Linked DNA regions of Arachis hypogaea: all the other regions are linked to region 1. Evidence: chromatin contacts called from public Hi-C data. All regions are on one chromosome and are shown on one strand. The core of a region is the stretch at or near the end of the contact, and the rest is flanking DNA. Distances in the headings are between cores, read along the strand shown.

Evidence for each region. A called contact is a pair of places that touch in the nucleus more often than the background predicts.
Region 2: a Hi-C map of leaf shows a contact between it and region 1, with 5 times the contacts expected there. The contact joins the promoter of LOC112802049 here to the promoter of LOC112802044 in region 1. A contact is called at or near these places in 2 of 8 Hi-C or Micro-C datasets (both in leaf).
Region 3: a Hi-C map of an unstated tissue shows a contact between it and region 1, with 10 times the contacts expected there. The contact joins the promoter of LOC112802046 here to the promoter of LOC112802044 in region 1. A contact is called at or near these places in 4 of 8 Hi-C or Micro-C datasets (leaf and an unstated tissue).

Annotation. Positions count from the first base shown.
Region 1 is chr5:94,828,128-94,832,710 of arahy.Tifrunner.gnm2.J5K5, reverse strand. It overlaps LOC112802044 (probable LRR receptor-like serine/threonine-protein kinase At4g29180), which reads right to left and starts at 1,772. Exons shown (of 12, transcript XR_011882265.1): 1 at 1,368-1,772; 2 at 1-967. It overlaps LOC112803789, which reads left to right and starts at 4,223. Exons shown (of 2, transcript XM_025847250.1): 1 at 4,223-4,583. The coding sequence starts at 4,223.
Region 2 is chr5:95,031,105-95,035,687 of arahy.Tifrunner.gnm2.J5K5, reverse strand. It overlaps LOC112802049 (glutathione hydrolase 3), which reads right to left and starts at 1,857. Exons shown (of 7, transcript XM_025845043.3): 1 at 1,404-1,857; 2 at 391-728; 3 at 1-215. The coding sequence starts at 1,512.
Region 3 is chr5:94,960,693-94,965,275 of arahy.Tifrunner.gnm2.J5K5, reverse strand. It overlaps LOC112802046 (inositol oxygenase 4), which reads right to left and starts at 1,998. Exons shown (of 11, transcript XM_025845041.2): 1 at 1,848-1,998; 2 at 1,618-1,714; 3 at 1,443-1,524; 4 at 1,154-1,358; 5 at 920-979; 6 at 572-624; 7 at 344-466; 8 at 137-206; 9 at 1-21. The coding sequence starts at 1,860.

The DNA of each region.
Region 1 (4,583 bases), core at 523-3,022:
GGTGGAAGGGTTGAATCTTTTGTCTTCTGTATAGAAACATGATGTTCATTCGCCACCAATGGTTTCGAATTAGAAACAACGGTTGCATATAAGTAGTGCGGAACTAAAGGTTCAAACAAGGGAGATCCATTCCAAGATATAGTAAACTTCCTCAACTGTGTTTTCTGAAGCTGATCCAATTCAGCAAAGTACAAGTAGACATAAAACTTTGAATTCGGTTCATCTGGGGTCCAAGAAAGTTCCAAAGAATCGCTGTTATTCCTAGGCCTAGCAGCATTCTTCATGACTTCAAACGGTGCTCTATAACCATTAGCATTGACATTGATTTCTGAAGAAGTTTTTACAGAATCCCAAGAGGGGGAATCATGAGGAGACCAAATTCTATCATAGACGTCATCTTGATATCTTCCGCTTGCATTGATTATTGAACCAATGTCCCATCTTTTGAAAAGTAACAAAGAAGAAGATTCACCAAACTCTGCATTATAAATAGGACTATAAATAGGCCTAAGTTCCAATGCTGAGATAAAAGGAGTTCCTTTTCCCTTATTTACAAGACAAACATTAGTAACATCTGATTCTGCCATGCTGATAATTTCCAATACAACTTCCTCTGAAGCATTTCTAAATGTCACCGATGACCAGAAATTGGCGCCGACATAAAGATCGAATTCAGGGAGATTGTTTTTGCCGTCGTAGTTTCCATACAAGAAGGAAGCCCTGATCAAATGTAAATTGCCTTTTCTTCCAGCAATTAAGCCATAACAGTTCCTCACTCCTTGAGGGAAACTTCTGAGATCAGAGAGTGGCTCTGGCAAATTGGGATTTTTCGGGTATGCATATTCAGTGGAGATGTTTTTGTTAACACCAGTTTGTATATAAGATCCATCACTGCTATACTTTATATTTGTTACATCATCTGTGTATGGAAGATTCTCAGGACTACCACAATCAATGCTTATGAACCCTAAAATCAGAAAGACAAAGCAGATTAAGAAACTGAAAAACACAAGCACCCCAATTGACATGCATGCAAAAATCTGAGATATGAAAGCCTTAAAAGTAAAACCATGAAATGCTCCTAGACCACATTTTATGCATATAAAAGCAGCATGGTGCACAAGCATTCCACCTTAACGCAAGGTTCAGGAAAGTGCTGCACCAAAGGGTGTAATGTAGGCAGCTTAACCTGATAATTACATCAGTTGGCTGATTTCATGGCTTGAATCCGCACTCAAAGTTATTTTATACAGTATTCCAAGATGATGAACAAGAACAAAGATCATAGAACACAAACATGTCCAATAATAGTGTTGCAGAAAGAGTAAAATTTAGTCTCACTCTAATTACATTGTTATGACGCTAACCTGTTTGTTGTTGTGCCTGAATGAAGATTACAAGAGCAACACTACAAAGCATCCACAATAAGAAGAATGTTGAGGAATTGGCCATGTTTCTGGACATTGAATAGAAGATAAGCCTTGTGATGCTGGTAAATGAACAAATTATGTATATATTGGTCAATGTTGTGCAGTCAAGTCAAATAAGATAGCCAGCTAATTGGTTTTAATTAACTAATGAACGAACTACTAATTTTGTTTTTGTCCTTTAATGAACTAAAGTATTAAAATGGTTGTGATTGAATAAGACCAGTGAGAGTAGCGTTAAGTCAAACACTGGCAACTTGGATGTGAGTTGCTGGTTTTGAACAAAACCAGCCCCTGAAATGCTGAAAACCAAGATGTAATAAGCACTAAAATTTTATGTAAGTTAACAATAATGGAGCATTGGCATTTCATTTTAATGTTGTAAAATTTAAAGATATTGGAAGTCCTCTATGAATATTATTTCAATAAAAGAATCAAGAAAACAATTAGAACATGAATATTATTGTTTACAAAACTTTTTATTTTTTACGAGTAATTTTAATGCTCTAATGAGTATTTTAAGATTATTTAATTAGATGCATGTGTAAAATAAATTAACTTTTTTATTAGTATAACAATTAGGGTTATACACAAAAAATAAGAATGAGTGACTTTATATTTTATGCTGTCTTTGGAAGAGAGACGGAAAAAATCAGGCTGAAATTAAATTAAGCCTCTACATTATGATTGATGCAAAGGGTATAATATTAAATTATTTTTTAGTATGTTATTTAGTTTAAGTAAGATAAATATGCATATGAAAAAATATTTATCTTTACTTTTTAAAGGTACTAAAGAGATTAAATTAAAAAATATTGTTAAACTTTTATTTTTTATTTCCAAAATTTTTAGTTTATTATATTTTTACTTTCTAAAGGTACCGAATGAATTAAATTTTTAGTTTTAGTCTAAAACCAGACAGGGAAATGATTCTAATAAGTTAGTGAATAAAAATGAGAAAGGCATGCATTCCTATCACCTACTTTTGATTCTTCATCCTGATTAAGGATAAAATAAGATTGATATAAAAAAAGTACTCTTAGCCATAACAAAAAGGGAGTTTAATTACGTAAAGCAATTGGAATGGACCCTAAAATTTCGAAACCTGCTACTAAGTACTAACTATACGTAGAATTCAGCATTATTTTATTTTTATTATCAAATGGGTTTAATTAAGAAAGTTAGTAATTAGGACCTATGATCTAGAGTATGACGATAGAGTTGTCGGACGAGGAATTATGTCACCAACTCACAATTGACTTACATATATATGCATGTTTCTCTTTGTCATTTCATTTACAATAATAATGTTCAGCATACACATTTTCTTTCAGGTTCATTTTTTTAGTTATTGTAAAAAAACCTGGTGTAATGCCTCAATATTGGAAGTGAGGGTGTTTTGCAAAATTATTGGCGGCGGGACAATTTGCACTCTGCGAATTGTCAGGAGCAGATTCTGTCTGCCACAGCCATGAGGACAATACGCAAAGGACGGATTGTAATTTTATAATATTTAAGGGACAATACACAGTCTGCGTATTGTGTTTTTTAATATTAAAGGGACAATACACAGTCTGCGTATTGTCAATACACAGACTGCGTATTGTCAATCCACAGACTGCGAATTGCAAAAACACAAATTGCGTATTGTTAATCCGCAAATTGCGTATTGTATTTTCGTAAATAAAAAATTATAATTGAAATACTATAAAAGGAGGAACGGTATTAGGTTGATTGAGTGTGAGAGTGTTTTATTTTTTTGAGAATGTAAGAGTATAAAAATGGAGAGAGGTATTAGTTTGAAAATGTATTATAATGGTCAAATCTTTCCCCAAACATCTGAGGGTGTGAGTTTTGTTTGTGAGAATCCACGTGATATTGTTATTCCTTTTGCAATAACATACGAGGAATTTAAGAGTATACTTTGTCAATGTGGTGATAATCAAGTATTAAAGAGAGTCGTTAATATTTTTTATAGACAGCCTGTTTTAGTGTTCGGTGGTTTCGTTCAGTTTCAAATGATGAATGTGGTTGACGAAGGAAGTATGCAAGGAATGTTTTCGATCTACCAACAAACACGGGCACAAGTGTCTATTCTCGAATTGTATGTTGAGTTTGAAGAATTAGTTGAGGTTGATTTACCGGAGGCTAACATCGACTGGACTGTTTATAACAGTGAAAGCGAAGAGGAATTTGAGGGCACCTACCATATTGTTGGTCCAACTGAAAAAGTGGGTGAAGATGATATAATAGTTGAGTCTAACGTAGCAGATGTGGCAAATGCACTGGCGAGCCAATATCCATCTAGAGAGCCTTCTTTCATGCACGCCTTGGATGTAGACGCTATGAATGCACCAGAATTTCCTGAATATATCAATTCAAGTAAGCAGTTGTTATTATTATTATTATTATTATTATTATTATTATTATTATTATTATTATTATTATTATTGAATTGTAAAGCAATAGTTAGAATTATTTGTTGTTGTTATTCCTGTAGATCTTGTTGTTGTTTCGGACGGTGAATTTGTTGTTGGCATGGAATTCAGTTCTAGAGAGACTGTTATTGCAGCAATTAAAGATTATACCATTCGCAGGGGAGTGGATTACCGGGTGTGTGAATCTGAGCCAACGACTTTTTATGCTAAGTGTGTAAATACGGAAGAAGTTGCGATTGGCTTATTAGAGCTAGTCTTATTAAGAGAAAGTTTTGTTGGGTTGTAAGGCGATACAATGGTAGTCACACATGCACTAGAACTAGAATTTCTCAAGATCATGCCAAGCTAAATTCAGACATGATTGCAGAGGTGATAAAGCCATTGGTTGAAGCTGATCCATCTTTGAAAGTGAAATCAATAATTGCTGAAGTGCAGTCAAAATTCAATTATACGACAAGTTACCGCAAAGCATGGCTCGCGAAGCAAAAGGCAATTGCAAACCTTTTTGGTGGTTGGGAAGCTTCTTATGAAGCTTTGCCGTCGTGGTTTGAAGCAATGGTACAAAAAGATCCATCAGCAGCAGTCGAGATTGAAACTGCACCAGCATACCAAGGGGATGAGGTAGTCCATGATGTAAGGATACTGACGCGGGTATTTTGGAGCTATTATCCTTGCATCAGAGCATTTAGGAGCTGCAAGCCAATCGTACAGGTGGATG
Region 2 (4,583 bases), core at 608-3,107, 200 kb before region 1:
TTGAATATTTTATCTGAATCATCAGCAAGGTAATCTTCAAGAGTTGGAGATACCAGAAAACCATCTTTAGAGAGTTTTATAGCCGGTTCGAATAAGGTCTTCCATGGCAATCGTCCGTACTTTAACCATGCTGCGTGAAGACCAGCTATCTCGCCAGGAACTCCCATTGCTAAGGCACCTGAGCTCTTAGCTTTAGGATTATTCTGATACATGTTCTGTTTTGTTGACATTAATATATCTAAACAAACATTAGTTGCTATTTTCAGATTTATAAGCAAGAAAAATTATCAAAATCGAAGCACATCGGTTAGGTGCAAACCTACAATTGCTTCATTCTTATCAATTTTGTATCCTAAATCATTTTATTTAACATGAAAAGTTAACTCAAACCTTTGAAGCATGTGAAGGAGCGGTTTCTCTCATGTCAAAAGCTTGGGCTTGAGAGGTTGAAGAAGACCGGACAACCATGAAAGCGCCGCCTCCAATGCCACTTGAAGCTGTGAAAACAACACCAAGGCATAATGCAGTTGCCACTGCTGCATCAACAGCATGGCCACCCTGCCTAAGCATTGAAGCACCAATCTCTGAACACCGCGCATCATCGGCTGCAACAACTCCATGTTCTGATTCAACAATGTCTGCCTGATTTCTTAATGCACCTTCATTAGAACTTTCAAACCTTGGTACAACCTCAAAATTTATGCTGCCTCTAAATGCAAACCCAACAACTGAAGAAGAATAGTGTGATTAGGCAAATATAGTAAGTTTGAAGCTGGTCAAAGGGCATAGAGTTCAAAATACTAGTCACTTTCAAATCTGCATCATTTTTCTAGATTCTGCTTCTCTTCTATTTGTGATTCTTAGTCATTTTGGTGGCAGCATGAGAAAACTACATTTCTAGGTATATAACATGGATTTAATTTTGATGCCCTATTGTTGTAACTACTTTTCAGATCGCATGAATAGTCATCCAAAAAAGTGGATGTGATGGACCCACTATGTAACAAAATTAAACTCATAATATATCTCATAGAATCTTAATTTTTACAAACTAAGGGTTATTTTTGTCTCTGGTATCTAAACTAAATTTTATGCTAGATTGCAAGTAATCATTAATCTGAATATTCATAAAATCTAATCCAATTTGAAAAGCATTCTGCTTTGAGTTTCCCTGGCATGAATGAATATGGTGAGCACTGAGCAGTGAAAATGAGAAATTCAAGAAAGAATTTTGAACGGTTGCATATAATTTGGGTACTCAGCACACACTTTTTTTCAAACAGATGATAGAATCAAACTTTTTATCCATAGAATTGATTCACAACATAAACAACAACAACAATCTGAGAGTGGAAGTTCCAACAAAATAGGGAAAATGAGAGAGGGAGAGAGAGAGAACTAACAGCTGAGAGCGACCACAAGGGTTAGAAGGAAGGTGAGAAGAATCTTGCATTTTCTAAGATTGTTACTGGGGAAAGAATCGGTTCCCAAGAAAGGGGAAGAATCCATCATGCTGTTACTGCAAACAAAGGTCAACAAAACAAGAGCTTATATATATCACACTCCAGTGGTTGTTGGTTGGATTTGGAAAAACTCAAAATCACAATTCCCAGCTGATCATGCTATCTAACTATCTTACAACTCTTTCGTATATTTAAAATTTCATGAATCTAAAAATAAATTACGTCTAAATACATTTAATTTTAAAGTCACGGATATTTTAAAATTTAAAATATCAATTGCTTTAAAAGTTAAAACTCTTAAATATCTTTATATTTAGCTTGAATATATAATTGGATGCTGCATCATTATGTTTAATGAAGGTTTAAAAAGATTCCAGTGGTGATTTATTAGTTTATATTTTCGTAAAAACTACGAAAATATTCTATATGCGTAGAAGGGGTCAATGTCACATAGTTTTGAGATTTTTTTTAAAATAAAATAAAATAAAAAATTATTATTTTTAAAAATCTATTTGTTAATTTTAATTTTTTAAATACGAATTTTTTTTTATTTAAAACAAGTTTGTCGTATTTACTAGCAAACTCTATAACTTTTTTATAGAGTTCGCTTAATTTCTGGCTAACTCCATTTTAAATTTAAAAAAAAAAGTTGCTAACTCAAATTTTTAAACTTCACAATGAATAATGACAGCTATTATTATCGGCTCAAAAAATAAGTTATATTTTTATTGAAAAGTAAATTTTTTATTTATAATAAAAATTTTTTTTATTAAATATGACTTATTTTTGTACTTATGTGTATTTTTGAAGACTATGAAAATGATTGTTATTGCCACCATTAAAAAAGTCATGTTTGTTATTTCTGGATTTCTATGTACTTATATGTACTCTTGGATATAATGATAATAACTTAAAAATTTGAGTTTTATATTTAAAAATTAAAACTAAAAAATAAGATTTTAAAAAATAATAAATTTTTTTATTTTATTTGAGTGAAAAATCGCATAGTTTCGTGTGTGCCTAAAAAACAATAAAAATAATAAAATATGGGCTTGTTTGTTTTCTACTTTTCTCTTTTGTGGCTGGTTGTCATTGTCATATTTCGTTTCCTTTTCTTATTGAAGATTCTTTTCTATTATTGGTTGGTAAGCACCTCAGAATTCAGATCTTTTAATAGTTACTATTCGCTCATTTCTCTCTATTATTCAAGGCCAATCATTTTAAAATATAAAATTTTTTGTATTGTTTATCGCATTTTTATGATATTGTAACCTAGATTCATGTTAACAAAATTAATAATAATTAAAATTTTAATTTTATGTTTTTATATAAATAGAATGAACAATTATATTATAAATTTATATATAACGAGGATTCGGTAGTATTTCGTGAGACAATAACTTTTTTTCTTACCTTCGTTCGTGTTTATTTGTGGAAGAGAGTTAGTGAATCTTTATTTTTGTCATATTGTCAAATAATTTCTATAAATGTGGGTTACCCGAAGGAGGAGAGTGGTGGCAGATAGTGGTCTCGTTGGAAAATACACCGACGCAACAGAGACGTGATTGGGGAAGAGAGAATGGTTGATGGTGGAAGCTCAACGGCGGTTCCGGGAAAGGACTTGAACAGATCGAGGGAGGAGATGAGCATATTTTTTCGGCAGCAAAATTCGACGATAAATTAGATTTTTTTTTTTTTAAAATGAAACACATCGTTTTACAATTGTTGTTTTATCATTAGATTTTTTAAGGCAAAAATTGGCGATAAGATATGCGCCATTTTAATTGTTGTTTTGCGTCATTTATTACCGTCAAATTTTTTGACGAAAAAATAAATTCGATAATTAATCTTTTTATTAACAAAAATATTCTTAAATAATTTTAAAATATGATAAAAATGTTTAATATTAAATATGTGTTCTTGAAAAATATTTTAGAAATTAAATTTTTAAATAATTTTTTACAAAAATGATTAAAAAATATATTTTTATTTTTAAAATTCGGTGATTTTTTGCTAAGTATATAATTTTTTTGAGATTTTTTCTTAACAACGAATAATATTTTTAAAAATAAAATAAAATATATTTTTATCCTATTTTTTGTGTATATTTTTTAAACAGTTATTTGAAAATTTTTATAAAATTTTGGATCAAATGCATAAGCAGTTTGTCAAATACAAAAGTTATTTATCACTTATAAAAAATATTTTTAAATCTAAAAATATTTTTGTTAATAATAAAATTCGAATGCATTTTGCCAACGATAAAATTAGAGGTCTATTTTTAGTAATTTACCCCCTTTTAAATTAATAATAGGTATCTATTAAAATCTTCCTTCAAAATTGGATTACAACCAAAATAGTAGATGCTTCTTTATTGTTCATTATTTTCTTTCATTATTTTAAATTAAATATCTCTTATATTCTGAATTCATTAAAAAAATTATATCTAAACAAGTATTTGTTTAAATATATATAGGATAAAATAGACACTTATTTTTAAAAAGAGGGAATATAGAAAAAAAAGGATTAGGAGAAATTCTTGCATATAATTGTGAGACTTTGTTCAGTAATATTATTCTTAAATTATTCTTAACTTCAAATTTTTATGGTAATTATGAATTCAAAAAAGTGACAAATAAAAAAAATAAATAAAATACCTAATTTAGAAATATCTACAATAGTTTGTTTTAGAAAGTACACTTTCTGTCTTTCTTAGTCAAAAACCGGATTTTACATGTGAAACTTGTTTAACCATAATTTAGAGGAAATTAAAGAATAAGTTTCCGTTTCAGTTTGCTGAGAAATCAAATTTGTGATGTGCAGCATCCTTAGCTTGACCTGTCCCTGTCTATGCCAAACTTTTCCCATTTTGATAATAATAATAATAATAATCTAATAGTGTATTTACCTTTGATTTTGGATGATATTCAAAAATTGCACATTCTTATCGTGCTGAATCTGAAAAAGAAATACCATTTTGAGTAAACATTCTTTCTGGATTTTCACAAATTATTTGAAAGACAATAATTTTTTACAATTTAAAAATTTTTATTCGATCCTTAATTATTCAAGTAATTGATCTAAATAGTTTTGACATATTAGTAAGTCACTATTTATAAA
Region 3 (4,583 bases), core at 749-3,248, 130 kb before region 1:
ATGCTCCTTCCCTATGTAAAGCTGCAAATAAATTTATACATTTAAGCTGTTATATTTTCTGGATATTGAGAATTATTGTTACAATTTTACATAGAAGAAGTTTATAGAATTTGATTAAAAAAAAAAAAATGCTTACGGTAGAAAGAGTGATATCTGATAATGAACAATGCTGGTGGAGGCAAAGTAGTTCCATTTGCCAAACAAACCTGCATATTCCAAATAAAAGTACCATTTATTATATATCATAAACAACATGCAAAGAAAAAAAAAAGTGCAATATAATTGATTAAAAAATATGAAAAAAATTATTTTGATATATTTTTTTTTTATATAAGACTCTCACCATGTACATGTAATCGTCATGACCCCATGACATCATTACTTTGTCTAGTCCACATCCTTCTTCATAAATCCCATTTTTAGTGTTATATTTAGGGTTGTGAAAATCAGGATTTTGCTCGAAATACTGCAGCAACAATATTGGAAATGTGTGTTAGATAATAATTCATAATTTGAGATGAAAAATATATAATGAGTATCATTTATGGGATTCTTAGACAAAATTATTCACCTTATAGTGAACATTTGACTTATCAAAAGCACACCCAACCGGGAATGTGTCACCTGCAAATTAAATATGTAATTAAATCTCAAAAATAAGGGAAATATTTTTTTAAGAAAAAAGGTTTATTAAGGCTAGAGTTACTTTTCTTATGTTTATTATAAATCTAATTTTACATCTAAACACCGTTAAAAGAAAGAGCTTGAAACAACGATTGAATTGTCTCGAACGATCTCATAACCAGAATCGGATATAATTATCAAATTAGATGATAATTATATGTGTTAAAAAAATTTTCTTTAATTATATTAATTGTTATAATTATCACTTATGAATTTTAAAGAATAATTTTCTCACCAACGACGGCCCATTGAGGAAGTGAACCAAATTGAGGAAGAAGAAGGATCTTTCCAAGATCTGAAACCCGCCAATAATTAATATCAGCATAATAATAATAATAATAATAATAATAATAATAATAATAATAATAATGGCTTTATTTTTAAACATTAGTATTAATATATGAGAGAATAAATAATATATGCATGGGAACCAAATTGAATATTAGAATTTAATAATGTATAAATATACCATGAATAAGAGCAGTCAAATGCATCCAATCTTCATTGGGAAAATCTTTTCTAATAGCTTCAGCAGATTGTAATAAATGCTGGATTTGAGGTTCATCCAAATCAGGATCACTGTCATCCACCACTGAATTGAGAAGCTCACAACATTCCCATATACTCATTTCTCCTTTGTTGAATTTCCCATACTCCTCTCTCATTTTCTTCACCTATACAATTAATTTAGGTCAGCATCAAATCAAAATATATTTTGATGAAAATTATTGAAAGAAACATCATGCATGTTTTCTTACATAGTCATATGTCTGGTTGATGTGTTGTTGCTTATAGAATTCCTCTACACCCTTTTGCCTTTCACTTTCAGCATCATAGCTCCTGCCAAAATGTTCAACAAAAAATTTCAAGTTAAAAGAGTTAAATTGAAAAAGTAAAATTAAAGGAGATTAATAATGGAAATGGAATTGCAACCTGAATGAATGTCCAAATGCATTGGTGTCTGGAGCATCAAATCCCTTGGATGATTCATCATTGGTTTCTGATGATTGTCCCATGTTCTTTGCAACTTCTATATATATATAGAGAGAGAGATCCATGAAAAAAATGCAAACATCACATTAAAACTTGTACCTAATTAAGAAATATAAAAATAACGGAACTGTGTGTTATAGACAATGAATAAAATTAATAAGTGATCATACCAACGGTTGCCATTTTTATTGTATCTCAAGAAAAATACAGAACCAAATCACCTAAGAAACAAAGCACTGATGAAACATGAAATCAATTGAATAATCCAGGGGTTTTTATAATCCAATTCAAAACCTCCTTGCCGGGTAATTAGGAGGCCACTAAAACTAAACCGCAAAATTATTGTTCCTGAATCTTTTCTTCACCACAAATTGTTACTAACTAAATATGGCTATAGTCTTAAAATAAAAATAGCGAGACCTTACAACCGTCAATTTATTCCTCAATCTTATTTTATTTTATTTTATTTAGATTGTCCAACCAAGCCCATTAGAAAGAAAACAAAAAATAGAAATGGGCTGACAAAAATACAATGGATAGGATTTTGATGCATGCTATTTTTGTCTTTTATATATGGATCTATATACTATACTATATATAGCATTCTGATATGAGGCTAGCTATTATTAGACCTTAGAGAATTTGCCAATTAAGTGCAATAGTATGCGTTACAGCCCACAACCCATTACCCAATAATGAAATCAACATCAACTTTATGAAATTTGGCTTTCAATAAATACTTTGGTTGATTATTTCTTCTTTTTAATTAGTTCATCACTATTACTGAATAAACTACCTTTTTTTTTTTAACAAAACCATCCATCATTATTAGAGGGTGTTTAAGGGGGATAGGTTCAATCGGCTAAGCCTAATCCTTGGTGGATATTAGGTTAGCTTATATATTTTATAATCAAAATTGTTAGTATTCAAATTTTTTATAATAACAATGATATTATATTCGACAGTAATTTTTTTGGGTACATCAACTATTAGTACTATTTTTTTATGATATCTTTAAGTGTGAAATGTCAAAGACTAATTTACTATAAATTAAAAATTTCATTTAAGATATTTAAGATTTTATTGTTAGTATGGTACTTTTCAATTAGACATGCTAAAAATTAATTTATCGTAAATCAGAGTTTTATTTAAAAGTTTATCGTTGACCAATAAATTATCATACACATAATGTAAAATTTGAACTACTGATATTTATTTAAGCAATAAATAAATTGACTATTTAACTAATCGAAATTAATTTTATTTATAAATATTTTTTAGGACAATTTACTTAAATAAATTAAATGGAGGAAAAATTTACTCAATTACATATTTCTAAATACCAAGACGCATATGAATTTTTTTATAAGTCTATAGAAACTGCAGCAGTTGTTTTCGTGGAAGCAAGTCTGGATATAAATCGTTGGAGCAATTTACGTGTAATATATTATATGTATATAGTGCTTGGCTATGTATACCCATCTAAGCCATTGAATTAGTAGTGAAATGTCATTTTTTATGGTGAAGAAAGTTTTTTAATTCTAATGCGTTACTCTAGGAAAATTAAGAAAAGCGAAAGGCACTGGTGAAATTTACAAATAAAAAATCGCTTAGTCTTTTTATTCCGTGTCGATTGGCAGAGATAAAAGAAAAGTTGGGTGTGTGCGAGACAAGGCGAGTAAAAAAATTATTTTACAAGAATATTGAATAATTAGGTTGATAATGAATTTTGTGTTTCATGTTTATTGTGATAATTTTTTTTAAAAGCGAAAAAAATTTATTTCATTAAAAAGAAAATATAGAATTAAACATTCAAATAATAAAAAAATGTCAAATTTCACAATACAAGAATACAGAAAATACGTATTTTTTGGAATGCGAAAAAAAATTATAGTAAGAATTTATAGATTTTCACTAATGTGAATTATTTTACAATTTTTACTTCCTAACGTGAGTTTTTATTTTATTCTTAGATTTTTTTCGCATCCCAAAAAAGTAAAAAGTACGTATTCCCTATATTCTTGTATCGTAAAATTTGAGAATTTTTTTATATTTTAAATTTTAAATAAAAAATAAAATATTTTTTTGCCTTTAAAAAAATTATCACAATAAATACGAAACGTAAAATTCATTATCAACGTAATTATTCAATGTTCTTCTAAAACAATTCCTTTACCCAATTTGTCCCCACACACCTAGCTCTATTTTTTATTTCTGTCAATCAACTATCGAATAAAAAGACTAAGCGTATTTTCTATTTGTAAATTTCACCTGTGTTTTTCGCTTTTTTTAATTTTTCCAAAGTAATACACTAAAGTTAAAAAACTCTCTTCATTATTCATTTATAAAAAAATGACATTCCACACCTCAATATCTTGGATGGATATACATAACCAAATACCATATATATATAATACATTAAAGATAAATTATTATTGTCTCCAACAATTTATATTCTTAATGCATTATACATAAATCACTATTGTCTACAACAATTTATGTCCAAACCTCCATAAATCACTATTATCAATAACAATTTCTATAAAATTATAAAAAAATATATTTACGTCTTGCTATTAAAAAATGCGTAAGTAAATTGTCCTATTCTTTATTTTGCTTTTTTCTTTTTTCACATCAATACCTATCTCAGTCAAGCTAACTAGCCCTATTTATATTACGGAATCAAATTCCTTTAACTTTTTATATATTTTTGGCATGAAATCACATACATGTTGTTTGACCCGTAATATATAATAAAAAAAAGTGCAAAAGTTTGTGTTTTAAAAAAGCTAAAAATATTTAAAAAAATTAAATACAAAAGGAATTAGTTACTCTTTTAAAATAATGGATAATGATATATTTTTCTGTTAGAATTATAAATTTAATCTTAAAATACAAATCAAACA